Linked DNA regions of Cricetulus griseus: region 2 is linked to region 1. A link is a contact called in public Hi-C data. All regions are on one chromosome and are shown on one strand. The core of a region is the stretch at or near the end of the contact, and the rest is flanking DNA. Distances in the headings are between cores, read along the strand shown.

Evidence for each region. A called contact is a pair of places that touch in the nucleus more often than the background predicts.
Region 2: a Hi-C map of fibroblasts shows a contact between it and region 1, with 2.1 times the contacts expected there. The contact joins the enhancer-like site here to the promoter of Vapa in region 1. A contact is called at or near these places in 4 of 8 Hi-C or Micro-C datasets (the CHL-YN cell line, the CHO-K1 cell line and fibroblasts).

The regions. Positions count from the first base shown.
Region 1 is chr2:454,568,273-454,573,257 of CriGri-PICRH-1.0, reverse strand. Vapa (vesicle-associated membrane protein-associated protein A) reads left to right here and starts at 2,638. Exons shown (of 6, transcript XM_027397760.2): 1 at 2,638-2,794. The coding sequence starts at 2,716.
Region 2 is chr2:454,617,379-454,622,363 of CriGri-PICRH-1.0, reverse strand. Rab31 (ras-related protein Rab-31) reads left to right here. Exons shown (of 7, transcript XM_027397761.2): 7 at 1-2,753. The coding sequence ends at 96. Among named protein-coding and RNA genes, the nearest start is that of Txndc2, 13 kb to the right of the region's middle. Within about 2 kb of position 3,018, at least 2 of the 6 cell types and tissues checked have open chromatin away from gene starts, as enhancers often do. A contact at or near this core is called in fibroblasts, where this site is marked.

The DNA.
Region 1 (4,985 bases), core at 1,389-3,888:
ATGAGCAGTGGGTGATTCAGGAGCAGCACTCATGTCCCAATAGTAACAGAAGATGAGTCCTAACATGTTGTATGTGTTCCGAGAGATTATTAGCTATTGAGATTCTGACAGCGCTTCCTCCTCCTCCTCTTCTTCTTGAGACATGGCCTGATATGCGGAGGTGGATGGCCTGGAGCTCATTATGTAGACTAGGCTGGCTGAGAACATAAAAGACCACATGCCTCTCCCTTCCGAGGGCTGGATTAAAGAGAGGCACCACCATGCCTGGCTTCTCATAGTTTTTAAGGGTATACGTACACGATTTGCTTATTTATTTATTTATTATTTATTTATTTTTAGTAACACCAAGGAACACTTGATTCCAGTTGTAAATGACTTAGACAGGAAGAAGTTTCTGTAATTCACCCAATTCAGGTGGGGGTGGGGGTGGGGAAAGTTTTCCAACAGCAAAATGTTTCTGAATGTACAAACAATCAAAAACCCAAACCAAATGAGTGAAAAATAACCCCCCTTTAATGCATTGTGGATTATCACTGTAGCCTGTGTTCTGTGCATGTCATCTTGCCACATATGTCTAATGATTTCTGCCTGAAACACCGAGGCTCAGATGTGAGATGGCCATGTTGTGAACTGCAGTGCTTTTCACTGTAATTTTCTAGCATTTAAAAAAAGGCTTATTGTTTTTAGTTATGCACACATGGATAGGTCTGTACACGAGTGCAAATGCCCTCAGAGGTCTGAGGCATGGGAGGAGTTACAGACATCTGTAAGCAGCCTACCATGGATGCTGGGAACCAAACTCAAGTCTTCTGCAAGAGCAGTGTGTGCTTTTAGCTGCTGAGCCAACTGCTCTGCCTTATAAACATACTGGCTTATTAAGGAAAAAGACTTAATATTTTCCTACTATTGTTTCTTACCAAGTGTCAAATTTAAAAAATCTTTGGATTGCATCCTGTTAGAATGTTTGTTTTTAAAAACTGCAGTTTGGGTTACTGACTTGAATTTCAGTGGAAAAAAAAAAAAGCCCCTAAATAAATTTGGCTGGGGATTAGGATAGAATTTCCAACTATTTCTGAAATGTTTCCAAACCTATTTTTTTTTTTGCCATTTTGCACTAGGTATTTATATGAAATGATTTTCTGCATTGGTAATTAGAAATCAAAATAGCAGTCAACTCTAAAATTGTTGAGTCCAGAGGCATCAAATATTTAGCCAAGAGTAATTTTTATGGAAAAAAGACGAACAACCGAAGCTATCTCATTTGTATACAAACTTGTTTTTGTCTTAAATGGATAGAGTTTTTGGTCTGTCTTATTTTTTTTTTTAACACACCAAGTAAGGAGTGTCATTCCTTAAAGTTCTTTACAATCTATTATCAGTGTTTGCTTTGTACCACTATTATGTATCCTAGACACCCAGAGTGGCATTAAAAACTTCTCAGCTGAAAAGGGGCAGTGCACTGAAAAAGTCTTAAGCAGCTGTGGTACCCTCAGGGGTGGGGACGACCCATTCCAACCCTGGCGTCCTGGGGAGTCTAGGGTGCTTCTTGTCGCCTGGAGCTTCCTTAGAGATTTAAATGCAGGCAGCACCACAGGGCGCAGCAAAGGTTTATTTATCTGTGCATGTTTTACAGCGCATCCATTTGTTGTGTTTGCTCCTCCTGCCAGCCTCTCTGCTGCCTGGCCTGCTTCTCCTCGCGCACAGGCTCTGTCTCCTCAGGGGAGGCGGCCGGCACGCTGGGGGCCCGCCCGCTCGCCCGCTCGCCCCTGCCCGCGGGCTCCCGTTTGCTTTGGGGCGGGGTGCGCGTTTCTAGGTCCGGCTCTGCTCGGTTGCGGGTAGACGAGGGAGGGAGGAGGCCGGCTTGGAACCCCGGGAGGCCCGAGATGGAGGGCCCCGCCGCCTTCCCACCGGGACGCGGGCCCGCGGAACCCTTCTCCTCCTCTCCCAGGGCCGACGAGACGCCCCGGGGCCAGCCCGAAGCCAGCGACCCCGCCCGCCCGCAACGGACCGGACCGCCGCCTCCTTCCCCGCTCCCAGCAGCCCCCGCGCGCAGGCCCCGCCCTCCCGCCGCCCGGAGCATGCCGGGAGCCGAGGGCCGCGGCGCCTTCCTGACGGCCTCTCGTTCGGAATTCCGCTCGGAACGCCGTGAGGCCCCCGCGTCGTGGGCGCGCCAGCTCGGCACTCCGCGCTCGCAGCTCCCGGGCACCGGGAACGACGCTTCTCGGCCGGGCGCCCCGCCCGCCCCGCCCCGCCCCGCCCCGCCCCGCCACGACTGACAGCCGCACGGCGCCGGGAGCCGCAGCCCGGGCCGGGCCCGCGCAGGCGCATTAGCCCCGCCTCGTCCCGGTCAGGCCCGGAGGGCGGGCCGGCGCGCGGCTCCGGGCCGCGGCGGCGCGCACGTCGGCGCGTCCAGCCCGTCACGTGTGGGGAGCCGAGGCCGGCAGTGCGCGCGCGCGGCCGCGGCGGCTGGTGTGGGGTTGAGTCGGTTGTGACACCCGGAGCTGCTGGCGCGACAGGCGGCCCTCGGAACCCGCGGCCCCGGCGGCAGCAGGCGCGGAGCTTCGGCAGTCCCGTCGTGAGCCTGGCCCCGTCCTAGGGCCCCGCCGGCGCCGCCCGCCGCTCGCCGCCCGCCGCCCCCGCCCGCCGCCGCCAGCGAACCGCCGCCGCCGCCGCCGCCGCCGCGGGCGCGCGCGCCGCCGCTCTGCGCTGTCTCCGATGGCGTCCGCCTCCGGGGCCATGGCGAAGCACGAGCAGATCCTGATCCTCGAGCCGCCCTCCGACCTCAAATTCAAAGGTGAGCCGGCTGGGACGCGCCCGAGCGGGGCCCGGGCCGGGGCCGGGCGGGGGCCGGGGTCGGCGGGCGGGCGGGCGAGCGTCTGGGCGAGGGAGCGAGCGAGCGGGCGGGGCGGCGGCGGCGAGGCCGGGTCGGTCGGGCCGCGCTCCCCTCCCCCACGCCCGCGCCTAGCGTCGGCCCCGCTGCGTCCTCGGCCGGCGCCTCGCTCTCCGCCGCCGCCCGCCCGCTCGCTCGCTCGGGCTGCGGAGGGAGGGGAGGGAGCCAGGGCGCTGCGGAGGGCTCAGCCCGGCGCCGCCGCGCGCCGTCGCCATCTTGCAGCCCGCGGGGCGCCGCGGGGAACCCGCCCGCGCCTTGCTCGCCCACCACCCGCCGCCGCGCCGGCGTCCCTTGCCCCCGGGCGTTGCGGGCGGCGGCGGGAGCTGCAGCTTCGCTCGGCGTCTGCGGGCGGCCGTCGGTGGCCACGGGCGAGGCGCGCAGGGCCGGGCGGGGCGGGCGCGGGCCTGGCCCCGGGTCTCCCGGGTCAGGTGCGGGGCTCGGGGGCGCCCCAGGCCCCCAGCGCTGTCGGGCTGGGACTGACCCCGGGCGCTGGCAGGGCCCCAAGCGCGCGGCGGGAGGCTGCGTGTGCGTCAGCTCGGGGTTTGCAGCGCTCTAGGTCGCGGGTAGCGGGTCCCCGGTGTCACCCGGGCTCCCAGCCCCGGGGTGCGGGGAGGGCGGGGGAGCACGCCGTCTTTTTTTTTTTTTTGCCGAGGGGTTCGTTCTCGGTGTCGGCGACTCGAGCGTTTGCGGTTTCCCAGCATACCCCGAGAAAGCTGATAAGGTGCCACGCCGCGCCGGGGCTGCTGACGGTGGAGCACGGACGGTTCAGATCCAGGGCCCTGGGCGTCTCCGTGTGTGTGTGGGTTTGTGGGCTACGTAGCGGGGAGAGAAGCTTGAACCGTACAGCGTACTAATTTTTAAGGTTTCCTGATAGGATGTGGAGCTAAAAGGACCTGCTCCTCCCTCTCTTTAGCTAATACCTGGGGTTTTAATTTTAGGAACTGTGATGAGAACGATTTCCCTTGGGTTGTTGCATGGCAGTTCTAGTATTAAAAGAAACAGTGAGTCCATGATTGTGTAAGATTGAGTCCGAATGAAAATAGCTGGATTGTCCCCGTGGGAACCATTTTTAAATTATATTTTAAATAGTTTAGGACTTACAAAGATTTTGATGTTTTGCTAGCAGTACTTCCTACACTGCAGGTGTTCGGTGCATTTACAGGTTTCTCTGAATGGAGACTTACAGGATTCCTCATTTGACAAGAGCTTGATTTTTTAAGGCAGGGCTAATTAATACCTTTGAAACTAGGGGTGGTCAACCACGCTTCTAATCCCGGCGTTTTGGAGGCCAGCCAGGAACCATGGAACGTTTGAAACAAGACTGGGTTACATAGACACTAGACAGTGCCTCAGAACCTCAGATACTTTGCGTACATTTTGCTGCAGCAAATTTCTGTTGCCTGATTTTTGGAAGGGGGTTGGGTGGGGGTATGCAGAGAAGTCCTTCAAGTGTTTGTACTAAAGTAGTCATCATTAGTTGAAGCGATTTAATGTAAATCTTCATGATGCTGTAGTTTGCTTTCCCCTTTGACAGTTCACGAGGAAATTTTCTGAACTGCATAGCCTGTGTGAAAAGCATTTTAGGAGGCAGGTTTTAAAAACCAGAAGAAATAGTGCATTGTGCTTTATCCACTCGTTTCTTTCTGACGTTAAATAATTCCAACAGGCTATTGTGTTATCAAAATAACAATCCAAGACTAGTGAGGGAGACCAAAAAGATGATATAAATGGTGTTTGAGGAAAGCAGCTTTTCTCCGAAGGAATGAATCTTTTAAGGGAAAAGGTTCTTGTGAAGCGGCCGGGGGCTGGGGAGAGTTATGCAAAGGGAGGGGTAAATACTGAGGAGAGGAGACTTCAGACTTAAAGTGCAGGTCCTTGTAAAGGTGGGCCAAGCAGAGACGATAGGGAGAGGGCGAAGTAGGAGTGTGACATTTGGGGTTTGGCGCTTTCCTCCTTAACGTTACTTTGTCAGTCACAGATTACTCTGTACAATGGAGACGTCTGTCTTTAAATGCACAGCTCTACACTAGTAGGGTGATTTAGGATCCAAGTGTGCATCCTTTGGTGACTATATCAGAAATTATTTAACTGATTT
Region 2 (4,985 bases), core at 1,769-4,268, 49 kb before region 1:
CGCCAGATCCCACCGTTGGACCCCCATGAAAATGGAAACAGTGGAGGGATCAGGCTTGGGACCCAGAGCTTGCAGGCCAGCCGGCGGTGCTGCTAACCCAAGGGCCATGGCAAATGAAGCTCGGAGGAAGAAGCCCGAGCCGTCTCCAGTGTCAGGTGCACACAGAAGGACCCTAACCTCCGGACTAACTGCCTGCTGGAGAGTGAGCAGCATTGCATGCTGGGAGACCAGTAGCATGCTGGGCTGGGACATTCCCTAAAGAGAGGATAGAAAACTCGGGAAAACTCACCTAACCACCACAACATGGCCTTCGGTTTATGAAACGCACACGGCAGGGGTTGCACTTACTAGGTAATAGGTATAGTTGTCATTTTTGTTAAGAAATACTAGAAAATTTCTGGATTTGTTCACAAACCTTGGTGTGCTGTTCTCTGACTTTCCTCGTCACCTAGTTAGATTACAGTAATTTCTCCGGGACCAGGGCCTTCTTCTCTGGACAGTTCACCAAAAGGCAAAGGCATAGGTTGGCTTTTAGCTGGCTTTGGGAGAAAGCCCTTATTAGTTTTCTGGGGGAACTCAGAGAAGTAGAGCTGGTCATTTGAACTGAGAATTGACCTTCTGCAAAAGAGACAAAAGTTGTATCCAAAACTGTCGTTTGTGTCCCTTTTCATGTAACCGATGAACTTTTTTCTAAAGTATAGTCATACGTAAACCAGCCAAGTCAGACTGGAACATGACATATCATTTTGGGGATGGGGGCCCAGTTTAAAAGAGTTAAGTAGTTGGTATGTAAGCCGTAGTAGGTGGAGGATATAAACAGCATCCCAGGTGCCGCCCAGCTTTCGTCCTCTCCACTGCAATGGTTTCTACTCTTGGAGATGATTAATCCCAGGGCACTGTTTTACTAGGAGACTCTATCATAGTGCCATGTCTAAGGGGAAAAAACTAATCAGAGGATGTTGAGTCTAAATTGTAGGGCAAACTTCTATTAATAGCAGCTAACCATGGTTGTAGCCGGCCATCCAGAGGAATGTTACCATCTTAAAATTCTGCCCCTCAACCCCCGTGGAGGTATAAAATCAGAATTACTTTAATCTTTCCAGCTTTGGAGAGAAAGGCCATCAAGCAGACAGAGCCAGGTTCCTGTCACGGACAGTGCTTGTCAACTCCAGAATGTGTACGTCCACAGATGGTTCTTCCTGCTTCTCCCAACCTGGGAGTTAATTGAATCTTAGAATACGGAGGATGGAAAAATCCTTGTCTTGATTCAAGAGTGTCCTCCAGTGTCCCATAGCAGGCATCTCAAACTCTGTTAGCAAATGGCATCTGTATGTTGTGACAGGGCCTCTAAAGACTGTGAGTCCTGTCCCATGTTGTCAGCATCACTGGCTGATAGGACATTGGTTAATCCACTCACTACAGGTGAAACAAACAAAAAACAATAGAGTTGAAATGGAAATTGCCCCTCTCCAGGTAGTACCAGGCTTATGTTGAACCTTCCCCTGTTTTAGGGAATCTTCCTGGGAGCTTGCCTTTATCTAGCTGGCTGCCTAGATTTCCAAGCTGAGATGGTACTGTCCCCAGAAGAGAATGTCATGTCTCTGGACTGGGGTTTGCAGTGGCTGAATTTTGCATGAACTGTCTGGGCTTCACCCTAACAGTGAGCCACTCTGAGTGTATTGGAGAAGCACACGAGGGAACAACACCTTGCTTTTCCTGGGCTGCCTTGCCATTGATGTCAAAGCCAGGCAGAGGGAAAATATGATTATGTGTCACCACCATGAGCAAAGAGTATGTGGCCTTGGGCACACAAATATTCATACCATCTTGGGCCTTCTCTGCAGATACATCTGTAAGCCTTTGGTGCCTTTCCCCCCTCGGCTTGGGACTCCATCTGGGCTGTTTTTACCAATTGAATTTTAATCACAGAAAAGCATGTAAAGACCTAGAAATTACAATTGTTCCAGACACAGGCTATAGTTTCCTTATCATTGTTCCCCAAATTCCCTTCCTAACCTCTCCCATTTTCTTTGTCTCACATGTGGCAGGTTTGATGTGTAAATATGACGGATGTTGGCTACACCCACATGTAATCCACTTCAGAGTGGCTGGGTTTGGCTCGTGACCTTGTGTCTGTAAGTGAGGCACATGCTGTCAAAGGGAGTCTTTCCCAGTAGAAATCCCTAAGGACAGTGGTAGAGTTGGGCAAAAGTTTTACATAGGTACAGAATCGACTTGCCGTTTTTTTTTTGGTTAAAAAAAAAAATGGTACATTAAGGTACTGAATATGATGTCACCGTGCAGATCAACCTGAATTCTCGCCAATTGTAAGGGAAAGAATGGGAATCCCACTCTTTCCTAAGGGAGGTCTGGAGGATTGAGACGCTCCCTGTGGCGTTAAGGACTGTGGTCTGTGTAGGTGTCCCTCCTGGCTGCTCTGCAGGGCTCAGGGCAGGGAGTAAGAAGCCAGCCTCAGCCAAGAGCTCTGGCTGTGTTCAGGCCCCACCATGCCTTTCACTGTCATTGTGACACCCAGTGACCCAGCAGTCATGCCATCACACAGACCATCACCCTTCCTGGTGTTTCTGTGAAGGGTTCCTGCTTGGGCTGGACCCAGGTTTTGCGCCTAGACAACCCCTCCCCAGACACCTAGGACCTTCGCATCTTGTACCCTGTTCTACGAGTTTCCCTCGCACTCATGTGTATCCGTTGCTTTTGATTTTAACCCATACTAATAAATATTTTAAGTTTTACCGAGTGTCTTTTTCTTATTACAATCAGTAAAAGTGATGATTTAAAAGGCAACTCAGAATAAGAAGGAACACGTAAACCTGTGTGTGTGTGAAGATCTGGAGAAGGCTGTTCACTGAGGCCCTGTTGACGCAGCTAATTGCCATCCACTAAGAAACAGATAATAAAACGAGGCAGGGTCACATGATGAAAGCTGTGGGTAGGATGGATGCCTTGTCTGTGATGAATCACTGTGCCTCTCTAAGCAGAGTGCACGCTGCAAGGCTTCACTGCCCTGAGGGAGCCACTCACAGGAATCTGTCCAACAGTCCTCAGTAGCTGTGTGCTGCATAGCACGGGAGATGGATTTGCAAACCTGGATTCGTGAATAAAGGCTGCTGGGGCTGTCTTAGTTAGGGTTCCTATGGCCGCAAAGGGTTCCTATCACGGCCACAGCAACTCTTAGAAAGCAGGACACTGAATTGGGGCTGGCTTACAGTTCAGAGGTTCAATCCATTGCCATCATGATAGGAAGCAAGGCAGCCTGCAGGCAGACATGGTGCTGGAGAAGTTGCTGAGAGTTCTACATCCTGATCTGCAAACAGCAGGAAGAGACTGTGTGTCACACTGGGCATAGCTTGAGCATAGGAGACCTCAAAACCTGCCCCAACAATGATGAACTTCCTCCAACAAGGCCATACTCCCTAATAGTGCCAGTCCCCAGAGGCCTGCATTCAAGCCCGTGAGTCTATGGGGCCAGACCTACTCAAGGCACCACAGAGGTGTAATAACGGCTGTTGGTGTAAGGATGGAAATTGAAGCGTGAGAAGGAAAAGCATGAACCTGTGAGGCACATGACAGCAAACCAGGTCAAAGGTAAAAAGGCATTTAACCGTCAGCAGGTTCCACTTATTTCATGGCCTAAAAATCTGAAGCCAATACGTACTCCTTTAATCCCAGCACCAGGGAAACAAAGACAGGTAGATCTCTGTGAGTTCATCTCCAGCCCGGTCTCCGTAGTGAGTTCCAGGCCAGCCAGGGCTCCACACTGAGACCCTGTCTCAATCCATCGATAAACAGACAACTAAGTAAGAAAATCCGAAGCAAATGTGATGAGAAGACAGTATTAGGTAAATGGCAGGCATGTGTTTACTAGCCTCTGTATCCCTCCCGTATGTCTTTTTCAGAGGTGGAGGGATGTGGCGGTAAGAAGCAGGGGTGAAGCTAGCTTTATTGTGCTAGAAAGATCTCGACCATTGCCAGCCCAACGGAGCACACCTCACGGCTGTCTCCTCAGCTCCTCTGCCTGCCCACTGGCACACTGGCCTAGCTTGTGTTTTCCACATGGAGCTTGTGCTGAATAGATGGCAGGCCTGTGTGAAGTGGTGCCCTGTGTTCTTTACACTTGAGAGGTGCCAAGGGCATGCTGGGAAGCTGCTGTGGCTGCACACGATCAAACAAGAATAGAAAACACTCTACCCCACTGGGGAAATGGCCCATTGGGTAAGAGTGCTCCCTGGGTAAGCACGTGAGCATGCAGACTGGAGTTTGGACCCCCCCCCCAACACCCACATACACCCAGGCAGCATTCACCCGTGTTCCTGTAGCCCAGAATATGATAGGCAGCGGCCAACCAGCCCAGCAGAAACCTGAGCTTCAGGTTCAATGAGAGACTCTGTACCAAGAAAGGAATGTGGAGAATGATAGAGCAGGAGGTCTGATATCTTCCCATGTTCTCCATGTATGTGTGCATGGACGAGCATGCCACAAACAAAACAATAAAAAAGACTTCAGGCTGAAGCCCTCATGATTGAATTCTGACGATTTTATGAGACATGACAGAGACCAGGTCACATGTCTGTAAACAGCCTTTAGTTTTCAGTATGTGGCATCTTGTTTCCTCTCAGGACCCTGCCATCCCCAGATGTGGGTTGATGACCATAGACCAAACTGTGGCCCCAAATCTCTTTTTTAAGTTAATTGTGTTATTAGCAACACACTGGGATGTTTGATCACTTTGGTGTAACAGGGGAAGATGGTATGTTGGAGAGGGAATCCAACAGTCCACATCTATCACCCATCCATGTCCTGACCACCCACCAATCCCCATACTCATCCATCCACCCACCCGTCTGTAACCACCCATCTGCCCACTCAGCCATCTACCCATCCATGTCCGCAACTATCTACCCAGCTACTCACTCATTCATCCCCCCCCCTCCCCAGTCACCTACCCACCATTCATGCAGCCATCT